5 separate regions of the Mus musculus genome follow, and all the other regions are linked to region 5. A link is a contact called in public promoter capture Hi-C data. All regions are on one chromosome and are shown on one strand. Each heading gives the region's core, a stretch centred on a gene start, on an enhancer-like site or on the middle of the called end of the contact. The rest is flanking DNA. Distances are from core to core; before and after follow the strand shown. Region 1 has its middle 34 kb from the start of Gm41042. Region 2 has its middle 49 kb from the start of Gm36475. Region 3 has its middle 28 kb from the start of Gm41040. Region 4 overlaps Pik3r1 (phosphoinositide-3-kinase regulatory subunit 1). Region 5 holds the start of 1700099I09Rik (RIKEN cDNA 1700099I09 gene).

Region 1 (3,356 bases), core at 123-2,622, 1.8 Mb before region 5:
CTCTTCTTCCTCCTCTTCTTCTTCTTTATAAATTTTTATTTGGGGGGGGGAGGTTGTCTCAAGATTTGAAATTTTGCCAATAAACATTTTGTAAATGTTTCCAGAATTGTGATTATTTGAATAGTGAATACCAAACATATTAATTGTCATGCTGATTATACAGAGAACAGTAGCGATATAAAGACTGATGGCCAATCTGATTTTTCATTTTTAATTTTGCGTGTGTATGTCTCTGTGTGGATATGTACCTATGAGCTCAGGTGCCCATGGAAGTTAGAGGCTCTAGATTCCTGTGGAACTGGAGTTATAGGTGGTTGTGAGCCACTTGATGTGGGTGCTGGGAACTAGACTTGGGTCCTCTGCAAGAGCAGTATGTGCTTTGAGCTTCTGAGCCATCTCTCCAGCCCCTGATCCTTTTTACCTCAATTTTAATTAATTAATAATTACAAATATAGTTGTTTATTATTGCTAGTATTATGTGTACAGTGTGTACATGTGAACGCAGGTGTTTGCTGATCTCTGCAGTCTATGTAGAGGGTAGGTGATAACCCTAGGGAGTCAATTCTGTCCTCCTACTATAGGAACCAGAGCTCAAATGCAGTTGTCAGGATGTGTGGTAAAGACCTCCATCAGCTGAGACACCTCATTGGTTCCTGAACTTCTTTCATCCAGGTAGGAGGGTTTCTTTCTTGAAGTCTCCATAGCTGGTTGTTAGAGTTATGGAGGCTTGACTGGTTGTCCTTTGAAAATTCCTTTCTTTTTTTTTTTTTTTTTTGTTAGGGTCCAAAACGATTCAATGAATAAGGGATTTCTTTGAAAACAAAACACAAATTTGGCAAAACTAAACACATAGTCCTTTTGAATAAATTAGCCTTCATAGAAGAGTGGTAAACTAGGCCTGGGCTTGGATCCGTGGGACAGTTATTTAGTTGCGAAGGCCACATTCACCTTCTTTGGGCTCAACTGGAATTGAGATGAAAATCCTCTTCAACAAATATCTCCCCATTCTGTGGCCTCTACACCTCCCACTCCCACCATCTGCTGCACACAACTGAAACAAAACACTGCCGTTCATTTGGTTAATTATTAAATACTCACTGAGCCCATATCCCATTATTCACAGAGTCATTACATTCTATAATGTAGAAACAACTTGTGTGAAGAAATGAAATCAAAAGAATATGGTCTCTCCCATGAGCATGAAAGTCCCCTTTCAGAGAAGATGATGTCTTATGCTTATTGCATTTGTTTCTGTAATGGGACTGGTGATTTGTGCTGAATAATTCATGCTATTTTGCCCACATCCCTTGAAAGCATTGGCAATGCTCTGAGGGACCAGCTGGCTGAGGTTATGGCACAGACTGTTGCCACACACTTACATGTTGCCAAATGGTCTTTCTGGGTGGTTTTGGGGGAGTACAGCATTTGAAAGTCCTGGCTGTGGAATTGAGCAAGCCTGGGTTCAAATTCCATCTCTACTCTCTAACCTGGGCAAGTAATCTGACTTCTACCACATCTTTTCATGCAAACGAAGGCAAAAATTTATCCTCATTTGGATTTATGTTTATGTTGTAGGCAAAAACACCACCAACAACAAAAATTTGCATTGCTTTAGGTAAAACTCCTTGTTAAGGAGGGGGAAGCTACTTGAAAGGGAATGGCCCCTTCCTGGTTAATGCCTTGGATATGGCTGAGAACAATCTAGGAGCAGAAATTGGGGGTAAGTGATCTGGTGGAAGAAGACTAGAGTGAAAAGAGGCAGGGGGACCCAGGCAGCAGGGGATAGGGGGCAATGAACTTTTGATAATTCATCTTTATTATCTACTTGACTGGCCTTAGCATCACCTAGGAGACACATCCCTGGGGTGTGTCTGTGAGGGTGTTTCCAGAAAGGTTCGGCAAAGGAGGAAAGGCATCCCCTGAATGTGGGCCGCACTAGCTCATGGATTGTCTTCCTGAAATGGAGGGATATAGCAAAAGGAGCAAACAGGCTGAGAATGAGCACACATCCCGTCTGCCTTCTGAATGCACACACAGTGTGACCTCATGCTGGCGCTGCCACGCCTTCCTACCACAGTGGTCTGCACCCCTTACGATTATGTAAGGGCCCATATAGACATTTTACTTCTTACAAGGTTGCTAACACAGTGCAGGTAGCTATAGGACATTTAAAAATGGCTGTGGTCCTTAAGTTAGTAAAATTGACAGTGCTCTCCTCTGGGGAAGCCTATTTCTCTTGCTCTCAGCATTCTGTAGTTCTTGGTGTAGGTCAAAGCCTCATGGGCTTTCCTCATTCATGTTAGTGTGTCTGTTGTTGTCGACCTTGTTTAGATCTTGTGTACATGGACAGTCACGGAGTCATGAAGACTCTATGGGTATCGTTTTCACATTCCCAGGAGACGTACTGTCACAGCAAACCCCCTGTTCCTGTGGCCTTCACAGTCTTCCCACTTCTGCTCTCATAGTATTCTGTGGGCCGTGTGTGGGGGGCTTGTACTGTTAGGATAGCTCTCCACACTCTGAATTTTTATTGGCTGTGGTTTTCGGTGATGGTCTCTGTTGCGAAGAGAAGTTAGTTATCCAATATCAAGTAGTCATCCCTGAAAACATAGTCTAAGTAATATTGTATGGACTGAGCAGGTTGTATTTATGTACTTATGAATATGTATATATGAATTTTAAACAATTAATAAAAAAGGAGTCTATGAATTTGAAAGAGCAAGGAGAGGCATATGGGAGAGTTGAAAAGGAGGAAAGGGAGGGAGAGAATAATATAATTATATGATAACCTGAAAGAATAAAAGAACTAATTATAAAAAAATTTGTTAGCTCTATTCTGTTGTGAACCCTTCCCCACTTTCTTTATCTTCCTAGTCTACTTCTCTGCCTCCCATTCTGGTCTGGCCTTTGGTATACTCTGTGGCATTCACTAGTGTTTTGTGACAGGTCTTAGGTGTTTTATGTGACTAAAGGTGTGATAACCTAAGTGCCAAGAGACAGGGACCACAATAATCCACCAGGACCCAATGAGGGCTTGTGGCTGTTTCCAAGAGGACTATATTTCAAGAGGGACAGGTTCACATTGACATATGACATATGACATATGAACGCTACTGGACAATCTTCATGAGCTTTTACTCTGTTCTAGATGCTGACATATGAACATAGTTCGTGTTATTCCAAAACACTCATGGAGAGGCCATTTTAATCCTTTATAGCAAATCTAAGAACCCTCATTCCAGGGACGAGGAAAGTGAGCCTGAGAGATGTAGCTAGGCTAAGTTTACCCAGGATAGTTTGTATGTGTATACATACACATGTCTTTTAAGGTATGTCTCATCTCACACTCTATTAAT
Region 2 (3,774 bases), core at 621-3,120, 1.3 Mb before region 5:
GAACTCTCAGCTCCGCAAGCATCATGTCTGCTTACACGCTGCCACACTTCCCACCACGATAATGGACAGAACCTCTGAACCTGTAAGCCAGCTCCAGCTAAATGCTCCCATTTCTAAGAGTTGCCTTGGTTATGGTGTCTCCTAACAGCAATGAAACCCGTCCCTTATGAATGCTGAGGTGCAGAACCAGTTGTAACTTCACCTATACCTTTCAAGAACAGGAACCTGGAACTAAATCCAGGTGTTAATAATTATTTGAAACTGGGCAAAGGTCTAACCAGTAGGAGGGAAGATGTAGAAACAGGTGTCAAAATTAAAAATTATTGTTTAAGTTGAAAGATAAGCTCAACGACTTGTGGCTCTAACTCCTACTTCAGTATATTCCCTTACTCGGTGTCTGGAAGACAGGAGGGTCATGGGTCTCATCTGACAGAAGTGCCAGCTACTTCAGTTTTTACAAGTTCTTTGAGGAGTTACAGATAGACTCAGAAACAGCTGTTAGGAGCCAACTCAGATGCATGTGGGCATAGCCAATGTGCCCTACTTTGTTGGTTTGGAAGGTAGAATGATGCCACATGGCTTTGAATGCCCAATTTATAATAATCCCATTCCTTTGTTCTCCCTGAGAAGTTTGTACCTTGGTTCCTGACTGTTGCTTATGAAAAGTCTGAAAATCTTAGCCCACATTCCCTCATGGCAGAGATAACTGTTCTTGCTGTGTCTATGATAGAATCAGAAATTCTGTCAATGTGATACAAGCAGAGAGGCTGCCTGGGCCACAGGTGCTTGAGCCAGAGATGGCTGGAAGGCCAGCTGCTTGTCCCCAGAGTAGCCTGTTCCACCCAGCATGGAGGCTCGGTGCCTTAGCAGCAGGGCCACAGCAAGGCAAGTTTTCTTTCCCACATATTAAGTCATTTTCACCAGGCAAGGCCAGGTGTGAGGAGACTGAGTGAGGAGAGGGGAGCATCAGGGTCAGACAGCTCCCCTCGGACAACCTTGACTCTCCTGTTGAATTTGAATCACTCAATACCTGATGGTTTTCTTCCTGGGTTCCCACTTCAGTGTCCTTTTCTGTTAAAGTAATAAAGCAAAAAGTATTTTAATGTTTCAGAGATATCCCAATAATAATAATAATGGAAGGAGTCTGAATTTCTTTGTTCTTCAACTCCTCTGAATCCCACTACAAATGTGTGCTTGCAAGACAACACTGTTCTTTGGTGTTGCCAATAGTAGCCAGGCACCAAGATCTTAACAAGCCAGGGGTTATCCTGTTCAATCTCTTCCACAGAAGCTTTGGCAAGGGAAACACTTGCTTTATGCTTGCTGAATGTTTCTCAGAGGTCTGTCACACCAGGATTGTCCCCCGTCAAAGAAACATTCAAGTGCCACTTTATAAACAATAATGGTAACAAATAATACTTTAAGATCTGCATCATCAGAACCCTGGTGATGAAGACAAACTGACAACCCCATGAGAACTCCATATGTGCTGACATACCGTGTGTGTCATCTTTGTTTATACTAAATGAAAGGAAAGGCAGGAAGGGGAGGGTTCTGAGCCCCCTCCCCCCAGTGTGCAGGTTCTGTGCTCAGTCCTGTTATACTTTGTCTCTTAGAAGGCTGCCATACAGAGAAGTTAAGGAACTTGCCCTGATCATGTATCCAGCACATGGCAGAATAGAGTCCTAACTCCAAAACCTATGGCCCTAACCACTTCACTCCAATACCTCTCTGGCTATTTAAAAAGACAGAAATACAGAAACCATGAGGTAGAAGGCCAACTAATGCTCTCCCTCCTGGGCACTGTGCTCTGTGCCAGGTGCAGTTTGGTGACTGAGGCTTAGGAAGCTCTGGTTGTGCCGAGAGGATGTGCTATGTGCGGCATGCAAATGAGAGCGTTCAAGATGGTGTTCTCTAGCAGGCTTGCCACCGAATGCTGTCGGGAAACTAAAATTGTCCAGGCTATTTTGAGACCAAGCTCCAACTCTCATCAAGTTTTCCCTTAGAGTAAATTGAAGTTCATGAATCTAAGATCTTTTCTTTGCTTCATATTTCAGGTGGAGCTGCATGGCTAAATTTTATGCTCAAATTCATGTCACCACAGTCCCTGAATCTTCTGCAAGAGCCCAGTGCAACCCCATGGTCCCATGTGAGACCAGAGAGCTTGATTCTCTAGGTTTAAAAATATAGAGAAGAAAGGCAAGAGTCATTTGAGAAAATGAGCACGGGACTGGGGGTAAAATTAGAATCAGCCACTGAGTGTTTCGCAGCCCATAGGCTGAGAGAGGTTTACTTTTTACATATAAATTATAGAGTTTTCCCACCTTGAGACAGAAATCTGACCTGCCAGACAACATTTTTTTTCTTCCATCTTTTTTTTTTCCCACCAAGTAGAAATGACTTGGCAAAAGGTGTGTTTTCATTCCAGGTGAGAAAACAGAAGACAGGCTGCAAATTCTAAGTCATACATTAAGACGCTTCTAAGACGACACTAGGCACTAAAATAAATAGAAAAACACACAGGAAAATGTCACGCACCCTTCCCCAGCAACAAACTGCTAGTTCTGGATACTTGGCCCTGGGTCCTGGTGTCCTCATGGTCACTATGCAACCTGGGAAGTGATTGGAGGTGACACACACACACAGAAAAGCTTTTCCTGGAAATGAGTTCGGAGGACAGCTAACTATAAACAATAAGCCCTTGTGTATGGGATTGAAAATAAACCCAGACAGTGCATGAGGTTACGGGTATGTGTTGAAAGGCAAAAATCCGCCATCTGTCACCTCTCCATGCTCCCTGGTGGAAGAGCCTGCCTCTGCCTGGAATCCCCTCTCAGAATATCTCATTGAGTGATCCCTCTTGTCTTTATTCAGAGTCCTGTGACTCAGGACTAGAACCCCCATGGCCTTTAAATTACAAATGAAAAGCATGGGGTTTGGGGATGTGGCCTGCCTCCCAAACACCAATCTAAACAAGGACAACAGAAACAGATGTGCTAATGTGGCAGGGGGGGATCTCCTGAGGCCCCATTATACAAAGAGCTACAAGTGACTGAAGAATTCTGAGATCTAGAGAATTAGTCTTCTCCAGGGAGGAACCCCTAATTGGTTATTCAATACCAAATGGTCAATCCTGGAATCATGTATTTGTGGGCAACAGTGAGCAGATGTAGCAGGTTGTATTTAAATATATGTATAAACATGTGTGTGTGTGTGTGTGTGTGTGTGTGTGTGTGTGTGTGTGTGTAAGACAATTAAAAAGAAGCTGTGAACCTGAGAGGGATCAAGGGAAAGGCCATGAGAGAAGAGTTGGAAGAGTGAAAATGATGTATTTATGTTTTAGTTAAAAATATTAAGAGACAGAAAGGAAGGAGACAGAGTTTCATGAAAGAGCTGCATAATCTGTTATCTCAGCTTATTTTTCTTTACATGAATGCTTTCATCTGAGGAACTCTTTGAGCTCAGGTTTTGTATATTAGCCTCTACTTTATACATGATATCATTTAATCATAGCACACTGATTGGCTCTAAGATGATAAAAGGAAATTTTCTTAAGATTTGTCCCTTGGGTAAAGCCACCACTTTTCTATCATAGCTCTCCATTCAGCACTAAGTTTCTTGTTGAGGGAATTGTTTTGGACAAGAATGGGACAGAATGATTCAGGGTGTGTGCTCCTTCCCTCATGGTATTCTCAGTTCCTTGTCTGTCATCCCTGGTCAGCTCTGTAGCTAATGGTATCATTTCAAGAGCAGATTTCCTCATTACTCAAAGCA
Region 3 (3,590 bases), core at 593-3,092, 1.9 Mb before region 5:
CTGTGCACGCATGAAGTCATCTTCCATGGTGCAGAATACGTAATGCTGAACCGGAGAACTCCAGGAGTAGTGACATAAACATTTTAGAATTGCAAGGGTAAGGAGGAGATGGGATCGCCAGGGCTGTGTGTGTGGGAACAGGATTGTGGAATGACTTATGTACTGTGTGCATGAATAACTTCCCTGTGATGAAAAGCTGCTTTAAAAAGAATTCTCAGGACTCACTGAGAGATGGCTCAGCAGTTAAGAGTGCATACTGCTCTTGCAGAGGACCAGAGTTAAGTTCCTGAACTTATGTGAGGTAGGTCACAACCTAACACCAGCTCCCGAGGATCTAATGTGTTCTGGCCTCCTCAGGAAACCATGTTTACAAACACCTCCCCCCTTACATATAATTAAGATGCTAAAATAAGGGACTGGAGAGATGATGGCTCAGTCGTTCAGCGCATTGGTTGCTATTCTAGAGGACTCAGGTTTGATTCCCAGCACCCACATAGTGGTTCACAAACATTTACAGTTTCACTTCTAGGAGATACCACACCCTTTTCTGGTCTCTGCTATCACCAGGCACACAAATGGTGCACAGACATTGTCTAGTCAGGGTTCTCTAGAGTCACAGAGCTTATGGAGAGTCTCTATATAGTAAAGGAATTTACTGATGACTTACAGTCTGCAGTCCGATTCCCAACAATGGTTCAGTAGTAGCTGTGAATGGAAGTGCAAGGATCTAGCAGTTACTCAGTCCCACACGACAAGCAGGCGAAAGAATGAGAGTGAGACTCCCTTCTTTCAATGTCCTTATATGGTCTCCAGTAGAAGGTGTAGCTCAGATTAAAGGTGTGTGCCACCACATCTTTAATCCCAGAAGACCTTGAACTCGGAGATCTCCCTGTCTTAATCTTCTGGAATCCATAGCCACTATGCCTCAAGATCTCCATACCAAGATCCAGACCAGAAACTTCTATCTCCCAGCCTTCAGATAAGGGTCACTGGTGAGCCTTCCAATTCTGGATTGTAGTTCATTCCAAATATAGTCAAGTTGACAACCAGGAATAGCCACTACAGACATGCATGCAAGCAAAATATCCATACATATAAAATAAAAAAACATTGTTACACAAAGCTAAAATAAAGAAAAAAAGAAAAGAATTATTGATATATGAAATCATTTATAGGAATAGGAATATGTTGATTTTGGAGACAAAGTTTGAGCTTAGACACATTTTATTTGGGGGGGGGGTGATTGTTAATTTCTCTGTTCCCTAGGCCTGAGGAAGGGTTGAGTACAGTCGGTTCCTACAACTTTCCTATCTCCCCTTATGCCACATTCACATCCTACTCTTATAAAAGGATAAAAGTGTCCATTATTTTGTTTGCACAAACTGGAAAAACAATAAGGTTCATTTTACCAAATTTTTCTTCAAAACTGAAACCTAGAGAGATGAAACTTTGGAAAGATCAATCTTTTAGAAAAACATATTACATCTTATTTATCGATCGTGAGTCTGTAAAGGGCATGCATCACAGCCCAAATGTGGGGGTCAGAGGACAACTTGTAGGAGTTGATTTTCTCCTTTTACTATGTGAGTCCAAGGGATGGAACTCACGTCACTAGCCTTGGTGGCAAGTGTATTTACCCCTTAAGTTACCTCGCTGGCTCAGGTAAGCACCACCTCTTGGGAGTGGGAGTCCCAGGAACCTTCTTATTCCTCGAGGAATTAGTAAATTCACCAGAACTAAGAACTTCCTGCAAATGCCTCTCCAATCCTTAGTTCTCAAGGAGCGAGGGCTCAGCCTGCACTGCCACAATTCGCCATTAGAGGGCAGTGCAGCCGCGAGAGCCGAGGAAGGAGGGGGCGAAGGATGCTTCTTAGCACTTGGAGAGTGGGAGGAAGTGTCTCGCAATGTTTGCACTTGAAGCATCTCAGTAGTTAGATATTTCACTGGCACAAATGGCGTGTCCTCTTCTAAATTTTGTGCGAATATGAAAAGGCAGTAACTTTGATCTTAGTGCATGTTCTATGGCTATCTATTTCGTTTCGAGCCAGGAATTTATTAGGACATCGAAGGGAAAGGCAAGAAGAACTTTAGATGGGCACATCTCTATTTCCCTACTTTTGCGATAGATTTAGTACACGCTCTGAAAGAATACAGTGCCGGCTGAAAAGTGCTCTGTTTCCTCTCTATTATTCTAAAATAGATGTGCTTCTCTCACGCATGGATGGACCATTTACCCCTGATTTGTATCTCGGGGACAAATCTGACTCGTTAGCGCCGTTATTTGTAAACTGCTAACCTGGTTCCCTGCGCTCTTGTAACGCTATCTTGATGGGTTGCTGTGAAAATGTGAAGCTGCCTGTCAGGCAGGAAAAATTATGTAAAAATGATGTGGGTATAGAAAATGGAATCGACAAAATGTAATAAACTCCCCCTGGGCTGGAGAGCCGAGCTGCATATGTAATGAAGTAGTTTAGGATTACGTCACCTTTTATATAACATCTGGCAGTGACTTTTATTTCAGAGCTAATTTGAAGAAGCCGGGAGCTCTTTTTTTTTTTTTTTCCTTCTCCCTCCCAGAGCCTGCCTTTATCTGAAAGAAGTAAAAGGAACAGTTACATTTTGCATGCAAAGGAAGCTGGAGTGGTTAGATTATTTCCTTGGGGTAATGGAGAAAGGGAAAAAGAAATAGAAGAAAGGTCAGGTGAACACAGCAGAGGGGATGGATAGGTTTGTGGGATTCTTAGACACACTGGACCAGTGCAAGCAGCCAGACAGATAACCTGGGTGGCTTGGCTCTCCTCTCCTCTTCCCTCTCCACTGCCCTTGCTTGGTCAGCATATACCTGATCCAAGAATACCATGGCAATAGTTTGTCTGTAAATATTTGATTCGTAGTAACAAGTTATAAAAATGTCTTAGATGATTGCTTAGTCCTTTGGTTTCTTTATCTTTCAAGGAGAAAGCCATCCCTCCAAACAACACCTGCCTTCCCTACAGTGTCCAGAAGCACACATCTGTTACAGTATTCACACAGTCAGCTCGACTCTGTCTTTTTGTCTAGATCAACAGTGATGAAGGTCTACGAATTTCCTCTCGTGGAAGAGAGAGCTCAGGATGGTTGGGACCATCTTTGCATCTCTCCTTTTTTTGCTGCTCCAAGCTTCTCTGCCAAGCTTGTCTTGTCACAGTCTGGTCCTTGCTGACTGAACTGTGTTTGATGACCTCACTGTCCCTCTTCATGATATGTTTTGAATCTTCCAGTCTTACTAAAACCCCAAGATATCCTTTCCTGAATCCCAAGGCCACGTGTATAATTCAGACGGGAGATTTTCTTACTTTTTTTTTTTTTTTTTTTTTGTGGCTGATGACTTTCCAACAGCGTGTTTGAGAGTTAGTGGGATGTTTCAAAGTCAAACAATAGATTTGCATATGATAAGGGAGAACGTGTTCTCAAGAAGCTGAAGTATGCTATGAAATCCATAATTATGATTTCTGCCAGTGCCGCCTTCTTCAGGCCTTGGCAACCCTATGGGTGAGCGAGAACAGGCATGTGGGCGTCAGTGGGTGGGAACTGCCAGTCGTTGTGGGTTG
Region 4 (3,751 bases), core at 609-3,108, 1.0 Mb before region 5:
TACCCTATATAATAAAAAGTTAATTAAGATAAAATTTCAAAAGAAATGAGTATACCAGTGATCTCCTGTGGGTCTTTGATTTAATTCATGCTCCAAGTACATGAGTCTGACACAAACAGCATCCATCTGTCTAGCACGTGACCTGTGGTATTTGTAAATTACTTTGAGATAAAAGAAGTGTTAAGCAAAGTAGAGAAATTCAAAACTGTGTTTATTAAGCCTATGGTTTAGACACTGCTGTTTCTTAATGCACGAGGATGACCGACAAGAGGTCCTGGTCCTCCAGCCTGGCTCTTTGAAGGTTGAGGGTGGTACTGAGACGCACACACTCAGAAGTGAGACCACTGTGAGGACTGAATGACCACCAGCTGTGCTTGACCCTGGTCTAGTTTCTTTTCCTAAGCCTCAACCTGCAATCAGGATTAGTAGGTGCACAAGAGCGCAGTAGCTGGTGTCCAGCCCACCACATACACTCCACCTATTTCTGCAAACTTCCAAACAGCCACATTGAAGCTGACTTTTTTTCCGTGTCTGAGCAGGGCCTTTCCTCTTAGAGAAATGTGGAATCTAGGATTATGAACTAAAAACGAAAATGTAAATTAAAGTCACAAATACAACCTTTCTAGCAAATCGAAAACCTGTGTAATTATCCAGGTGCACATGCACAGATGGGAGGTCCAGGGTCAGGTGGCCACATTCCTTAGGTCCTGTCCCGCCTTCAGCACAGTCGCTAAATATTAACTCCTTTTCTGTCCTCTATAAACAAAATACTTTTACCCTCATGTCAAAAGAGTTTACAACCACTATCAACTAGCCCTCCTTTCTTCTCTTAGGAAATTACACATGAGATGTGAGAGCGAACTCAAAAAGGTACTAATTGTAAGTGATAGGATGTAAAATTCACAACACTTGCACATGTGAACTAAGCACGGTTTCCGATGTTGATAAAAGATGGACCCTCAAAGAACTACTGAATCCAGGGGCAGGATATCATCTAAGTAGAAACCAGAGCAAATGGACAAGCAGGGCTGCCTGAGAGGTGAGGCGGGACACTGGTACTACATCATCGGGAAAGTTGGTTGTGAAACCAACCCATCCTTTGTGAGGTATGTGAAAGACACCAGCCTCTCAGAGTGGACTCTGCAAGCATAGGATGGGAGAAGAAAGAGAGGAAAGGAAGGAGCCAGGTGGGAACTGCGAAAAGGGGGTGGGGGCAGAAAGGGAGAGGGGAAAGATTGGTTTCCCAGTAAAAAATATGTATATATAATATATATTATATATAAGTATACTTATAATATGTAATATATAATGTAAATTATATATGTATATATATATATATATACATATATATATATGAATATGATAGCTAGTGGTGTACAACTTTAATCCCAGCACTCAGGAGGCAGAGTCAGGGGCAGGAGGAACTCTCTGAGTTTGAAGTCAGCCTAGTTTACAGAGTGAGTTCCAGGACAGCCAAGGCTACCCAGAGAAACCCTGTCTCAAAAAACAACAAAACTATTTACCCAAAAGTATTATCTAGGTTTTAGAATTAAGTTGGAATTGGCCAAAAGCAATTATACAACTAAAACCTGTAGACTGACGACAGGCGGCAACCAAGCCTCAGATCTGCTGAGCAGACCCCAGCTCTGGCAAAGGAGAGAAGAGTAAACATTTGTTGCACTCGGTGAAACTTTTCCTTCCTGAGAGCCAAAAGCTAGCTGACTCCAGCCGCAGAGGGCCTGGAAAGATGTGGTCTGACAAGAATGGGAGTTTAAGCTAAACAATTTTGAAGACTCTGCGCCAATATGTTTAAACTTCCTCTACTCGAAAAAGCTGACAGTGTTTCTCAAGCTTCCCTTAAGGGGAAGATTAGACCACAAGTGACAGTTACAATGTAACTGTCCATAAAACTCCTAACTTGAAGGCTGTTACAAGTTACAGTAGCAAGTTACAGCCTGCTGGAACCATCAAGTAGTTCCATTAGAAAGGCATATTTGAATAATTATCCCAGCAAAGCTTTTCCTATGACATTATATGCATGCTGTACTATCAGATCTTTTTATGTAAATACAATTTTATATATATTACATATAAGTACATAATAATTTGTATAGAAACAAGTTTATATGGCTTATATGTGTGATATATAACATTGAGAACCGTAAGTCAAATAGAGGTTAATTTAACAGTTAATATTTTCATCAATCTCATAAAATGCACAGGTTTGGGCTGAGGGTGGAAGGCTCAGTCACTACAGTGCTGTCCATTTAAGGATAAAGACATGGGTTTGATCCTCAGAACCCACATAAAAATGCTGGTCACGGTGGCTCACACCTGTAATCCCAATCCTAGGGAGGCAGAGAGAGGCAGAGCTTCGGTACTCACTGATCAACCAGCCTAGCCTAAACGTCATACTTCCTGGCCACTGAGAGAGCCTGTCTCAGTGGAGAGGGAGTTCCTAGAATGTCACCTGACCTTGTCCTCTGGCCTCTCTCTCTCTCTCTCTCTCTCTCTCTCTCACACACACACACACACACACACACACACACACACACACACACACACACACACGCGCTCGCACACACACACACACACGCGCACACACACACACACACACACACACCAAAAGCAAGGCTCCAACATGCGGAGGGGATAAACTCTCTTTAAAATCAATCACTTTTTCCTAGCTTGCTGACCTGGCGATCTTTTGATAGAAGGAAAAATGACACTCATGTCTGCTTCATACATTAGTTTTTCTTGCGTCTATTTCCTGAAACAGGAAACATCCATTTTGTTGAGCTCCTTTTGTCTTGGCAGACCATAGGTCACTGCAAAGCAAGAGGGTAGGGGTGGGAGATGGGGGTGGGGGTGTCATCTGTCTTTGGCTCCGGGACACACCCTGGCCGAACAGGAGTGAGTGAGTCACACGATATAACATGATTATCTACCAGCTCTTGTTAGCATGCTATATCTGCTTGAGAGCACTATAAGGTCAAATCTCAGCTTTCCTACTGGCTGTGTAACTTGGGGATTTAACTACACTTTGACTTTACAACGGGTGTATGGATAAAGTCACTATCATAGAGTTATCATGAAAAGTAAGTAGCTAACACACAAATAGGTGTTAGCAGAGAACCTGAAATATATGCAACATGCAAAGGCAGGTGTAAAGCTAGCTTTAGGTTTATGTGTGTACACACAGATATATATCTTTAAATTTTTTATGCCAAGTAAGCATTTTCCATCCACATTGATATACTTTTGGTATATCATGGTAGCTCTAGGATTTTGGAAGATGCACTCTGTATGTATGTAACAATTAGTTCTTAAATTCAAATTTCTTTTAGCATATGCTCTAGTTGTGAACTTAAGGATGAAAATGGAACTTTTGAGCCCCACCCCCGAGTGACATGAAAGGTTTGCTGTGTTGTCCTGAGTAAATGCAGCCAGTAGAAAGTATAAGGAGTCAGCTCATCACCCTAGTCCCCATCATTTCTTCTCAAACCTGGGTTGAAGCTCACCAGCTTCCCACACAGACTGCTAAAGATGGAAGGCAACTTTGTTGCTTGGTAACAAACACCTTGTTACTTATTTTGGCAAAGAACTCTAATATTATTCTTATAATCTATTTTTTTTCCTAAAACATATCTAGAGGTGGCTTTACGGTGACATCACGTGGGAACGGCGGAGAGCGGGTTCAGGTCTACACACACAGTTCTTTCTGAAGCTGCTTCAGCCATGTCACCAAGTG
Region 5 (3,503 bases), core at 628-3,127:
CCTAAAGAAGTGGGACCACAGAAGAAGTCTAGCAACAGCTGTCGGGTAAAGCCTGGGACTCTTGGAGTCTGTAGAGCCACTTGACAGTATGGTGCCCGAGCAGAACAAGTAAAGCCACACTTACCTGACAGTGTGGAACTGCTGATGGTGCTGGCTGGGGTGGTGACCTCGGGCTCCTCCTGAGTACACTCCTCAGAGGGAGGGACAGGTTTCTCTGGCTCCTCTCTGGGGTCTCCAGAGCAAGGGACAGCCTCATCTTGTTCCCCATCTGTCGAAATAGCCAGCTTGGGGAGCAAGCCAGAGCTGAGTTTGCACCTGTTGCTTTCAGTATCTGAAGAGTTGGAGGTCGATAACTGTTGCCTTAATTAAAAAACAAGAGCAAGTCACACCTCCACCTCCAGGAAACCATTAAGGGTTGAGGAAACCAGGCTAAAAGGGAAGCTGGATAATCCTAACCAATGGATGTCTGGAGCAATTGTTCTTATGATATGGTACCCAGTGTCAGCACAAGCAGGGGGCATGGAAGGACATCTATGCTGTTGGGGCAATCTGAGATCTACTGGAGTGGAAACTCTGGGCGTGGGTCTCAGATGCACTGCCCCAGCACACACTGTTTACGAGGGCCCTGGGGAGCTTCTCACGTACATTTCAGAGTATTCGGAACTCCAGCTGAGTGTCTCTGTGGATGGCAACGTTGTGCTTTTGGTCTTGTCCTCAGAGTCATCTTTGTCTTCTCCTGAATTTTGAGTTATGCGATCTATACTGCTGAAAACCTGCGGGGCGAATAACCATTGTTTATGAACTACATCTAAAAAGAGCTTGTCAGAAGTCTTAGGGAAAAAAATTAAAAAACCAAAACCCCGAATATTGAAGTAAAATCAGGAACTGGCAGACCCACACATGGTGGTGCACACCTTTCATCTCAGAACTTGGGAGGCAAAGAGCGGCAGATCTCTGAGTTCTAAACCAGCTTGGTCTACAGAGTGAGTTTCAGGACAGCCAGAGCTACACAGAGAAACCCTGTCTCTAAAAAACCAAACCGAACAAAAAAAATTGGAAACTAGGGCCATGTTGTGGAAAATGCTAACAAGGTTGTGTGCACGCCACAAGAGAGAAGGGTTAAGGTATGAAGACACATTCTTTTCGAGTGGGGGGGCTGGACTGACCCTCTCCTTTCACCAAACCTCAAGGACTCTGTATCTACAAAGAAGAATCGTAGATGCACTCAGGTTTCATGGTTTCGGAGCAATGTACATCTCAGACTGGCTCGGGGCTCAAAAAGTAACCAGATAGAGAAAATGATACAGAAAAGAAAAGGTGTTTAATGGCCGCCAGTCAGGAGTTGAGGTTGCGTGCGGGTAGAGGAAGGGATGGTGTGTTTCAGAACTTAGAGTGGGGCGGGTTCTGGGGAAGAGGGAGCTAACCAGATACCTTTGGCTTACAAATCAGGCAGCTGCAGCTGCAGTTGCAGTTGCAGGAGACTATAGCTTAGGCAAAGAGGCCTCTTTTTAGCCCACTTCTGAATCGCCACAGTCTCTCTAGAGTTAGAAGAAGATGAGGCTAAAGAACAGGAGGCCGGGGAAAATAAAACGCTTTCCAAAGTAAAGAAGCAAACTGTGTAGGAGGAGTTCTGAGAGAGAGCAAAGGATGGGTTGTGTTCTGAGGACCCATCCGATGTCAGTTAAACTTGCTTCAGGACACACATGCTGTAAGTCTCCAGGGAAATCCCTGCCCCCATGTTGGTCCTATAAACAGACAGGGGCAGCACTGGCTGATCTGCAGATGCATTTTGGGTAATCATTCAGGAAAACATACAGAGTGCTTTAAAATCACCAATTGTTATAGAATTCCTAAGGAAGAATCATGCAAAATGCCATGGCAACCACAAAGATGTAGCAACTGAGACTAGCAGAAAGGAGGTAGGGTGCCCTCTGGGTTTATTTCCATTATCCCTGGGTTCCCAACCTACCAAAAAAATCAGGTTGTTTGTTTGTCTGTTTTAAAATCTTACCTGAGTTTATAAAAAGGGATCTCTCTCAATCAATCTTATTTTCTTCTACCATTTCTAAACTTCTATCGTTGTCTTCCCACTGCCTTTTCGATATCAGTTATAATCTCTATTACCGATCAAAATATTTGCTTATCTCAAAGTCAAGTGTCCCCCAAGAACCCTGGCTCATGCAAAGAACTGAGTATCATTCCTGTGTTATACTGTGTCACAATAAGGGGGATCTCTGCACACAGTGACGCCTATGCCCTTCCTCATTGACAAAAGCCTCCACAGACTAGCTCTCAGCTAGACCTTAGGGGGCAGGTAGGCAAGTTCACCACATGACAACTCTCATGAAAGACAACAAAGCGTTGGCATCTTTGCCTCAAAGCAACAATCAACTCCCAAAGTTGGAGCCATGTCTTTAGGGTGGAAAACGGCTGCTTATTAAGTATATGAGACCATTTCCCCAACTAACTGGGAGTTTTGAGTGCTGGAGAACTCACACCCCACAAAGCGCAGGTGCTTTTACAGTCTAGTCCAACTGAGGTGGATACCAAGGTTTTGCATGCTGATGCCCCGTCCCACTTACTTTTGAAAACCTGTGTGAACAGGAAGAAAACTGCCTTATCTCCACGGTGAAGTCCTCATCGTTTGTATCGTCCTCCTCCTCCGTCTCCATGTGATGATACTTCTCTGACCGAGCTGCGGAGGAAGGGTTGGGAACAGTCTGGGTTACTCAGAGAGCTTCTGTATTTAACAGTGACAACTACCCTCTGAGGACCTGGAGCAGAACAACAGGGAGCTTTCTAGAATTTGTAGGTACGAAGTTGGAAAGTGTGAAGTTGGAGATGAACTATGGTTTTGTTTTTGTTTTTCTTTTTTTAAATCTAGGAAAGGCCAAAGGATGTCAGATAATGCACGTACTATCAAAATAACTTGTGTCATCCTCCGATTCCAGTTGGGGAATAAATTCCGCCTTCTGTCTCAGCAAACTGTTCCAGTCTAAGGAGCGGAAGAAACGATGCTGCTTCACTTCATAGGCTCCACCTGGACGGGGAGAGGAGCGAGGCTGAGAGGCTGAACCACCCTCTGTACAGGAAGCACCACGCTTACAAACAGTTCACGATATTTGTTAGCAGAGAAATGAAGAAGTGGTGGAGTCCACACTACCTCCCCCCCCCCCGCCCCCACCTTCTACAACCAAAACTTGAAAAAAAAAATTTCTAGACTTTATCAGCAGGAAATCAGATTTTGCTAACAGCGGTTGCTATAGCACAGATTTTTCTCAGTTAATTTTTCTACGACTTCTTCCATTTTTCAAAGGTTAATGACAGGGCCACTTAAAATCACATTATACTGAACCTGGGGACATGGACGCACGTTGGCCCAAAAACAGACTTGCTCATTACAAACCCTGAAGATCCTAACAAGGTGCAAAATGTGCTTACAGCAAGATTTCTTCTGGAGGGAAGGTTAATAATGATGGATTTTTCCTAAATATTATATAAAG

Evidence for each region. Promoter capture Hi-C pulls out the DNA fragments that hold promoters and counts their contacts.
Region 1: a promoter capture Hi-C map of hippocampal neurons shows a contact between it and region 5, with 4 times the contacts expected there. The contact joins the enhancer-like site here to the promoter of 1700099I09Rik in region 5. A contact is called at or near these places in 5 of 39 promoter capture datasets (the 3T3-L1 cell line, hippocampal neurons, liver and 2 more).
Region 2: a promoter capture Hi-C map of hippocampal neurons shows a contact between it and region 5, with 2.2 times the contacts expected there. The contact joins the enhancer-like site here to the promoter of 1700099I09Rik in region 5. A contact is called at or near these places in 6 of 39 promoter capture datasets (the C10 cell line, hippocampal neurons, liver and 1 more).
Region 3: a contact with region 5 is called in a promoter capture Hi-C map of hippocampal neurons, with 4 times the contacts expected there. The contact joins the enhancer-like site here to the promoter of 1700099I09Rik in region 5. A contact is called at or near these places in 7 of 39 promoter capture datasets (the 3T3-L1 cell line, the C10 cell line, hippocampal neurons and 3 more) and 1 of 115 datasets of contacts at active chromatin or transcription factors (large pre-B cells).
Region 4: a promoter capture Hi-C map of pre-B cells shows a contact between it and region 5, with 6 times the contacts expected there. The contact joins the enhancer-like site here to the promoter of 1700099I09Rik in region 5. A contact is called at or near these places in 9 of 39 promoter capture datasets (the 3T3-L1 cell line, 3T3-L1-derived adipocytes, the C10 cell line and 6 more) and 2 of 115 datasets of contacts at active chromatin or transcription factors (both in embryonic stem cells).

What each region holds. Positions count from the first base shown.
Region 1 is chr13:100,961,984-100,965,339 of GRCm38.p6, forward strand. No RefSeq gene overlaps it. Among named protein-coding and RNA genes, the nearest start is that of Gm41042, 34 kb to the right of the region's middle. Within about 2 kb of position 1,373, at least 17 of the 459 cell types and tissues checked have an H3K27ac peak or open chromatin away from gene starts, as enhancers often do. A contact at or near this core is called in hippocampal neurons, where this site is marked.
Region 2 is chr13:101,489,266-101,493,039 of GRCm38.p6, forward strand. No RefSeq gene overlaps it. Among named protein-coding and RNA genes, the nearest start is that of Gm36475, 49 kb to the right of the region's middle. Within about 2 kb of position 1,871, at least 25 of the 459 cell types and tissues checked have an H3K27ac peak or open chromatin away from gene starts, as enhancers often do. A contact at or near this core is called in hippocampal neurons, where this site is marked.
Region 3 is chr13:100,890,524-100,894,113 of GRCm38.p6, forward strand. No RefSeq gene overlaps it. Among named protein-coding and RNA genes, the nearest start is that of Gm41040, 28 kb to the left of the region's middle. Within about 2 kb of position 1,843, at least 55 of the 459 cell types and tissues checked have an H3K27ac peak or open chromatin away from gene starts, as enhancers often do. A contact at or near this core is called in hippocampal neurons, where this site is marked.
Region 4 is chr13:101,741,018-101,744,768 of GRCm38.p6, forward strand. The region is part of intron 2 of Pik3r1 (phosphoinositide-3-kinase regulatory subunit 1); the gene reads right to left. Among named protein-coding and RNA genes, the nearest start is that of Pik3r1, 25 kb to the right of the region's middle. Within about 2 kb of position 1,859, at least 46 of the 459 cell types and tissues checked have an H3K27ac peak or open chromatin away from gene starts, as enhancers often do. A contact at or near this core is called in hematopoietic stem and progenitor cells and pre-B cells, where this site is marked.
Region 5 is chr13:102,758,378-102,761,880 of GRCm38.p6, forward strand. It overlaps 1700099I09Rik (RIKEN cDNA 1700099I09 gene), which reads left to right and starts at 1,878. Exons shown (of 2, transcript NR_130318.1): 1 at 1,878-1,919; 2 at 2,885-3,503. Mast4 (microtubule associated serine/threonine kinase family member 4) reads right to left here. Exons shown (of 29, transcript NM_175171.3): 20 at 2,918-3,040; 21 at 2,583-2,695; 22 at 646-773; 23 at 125-360.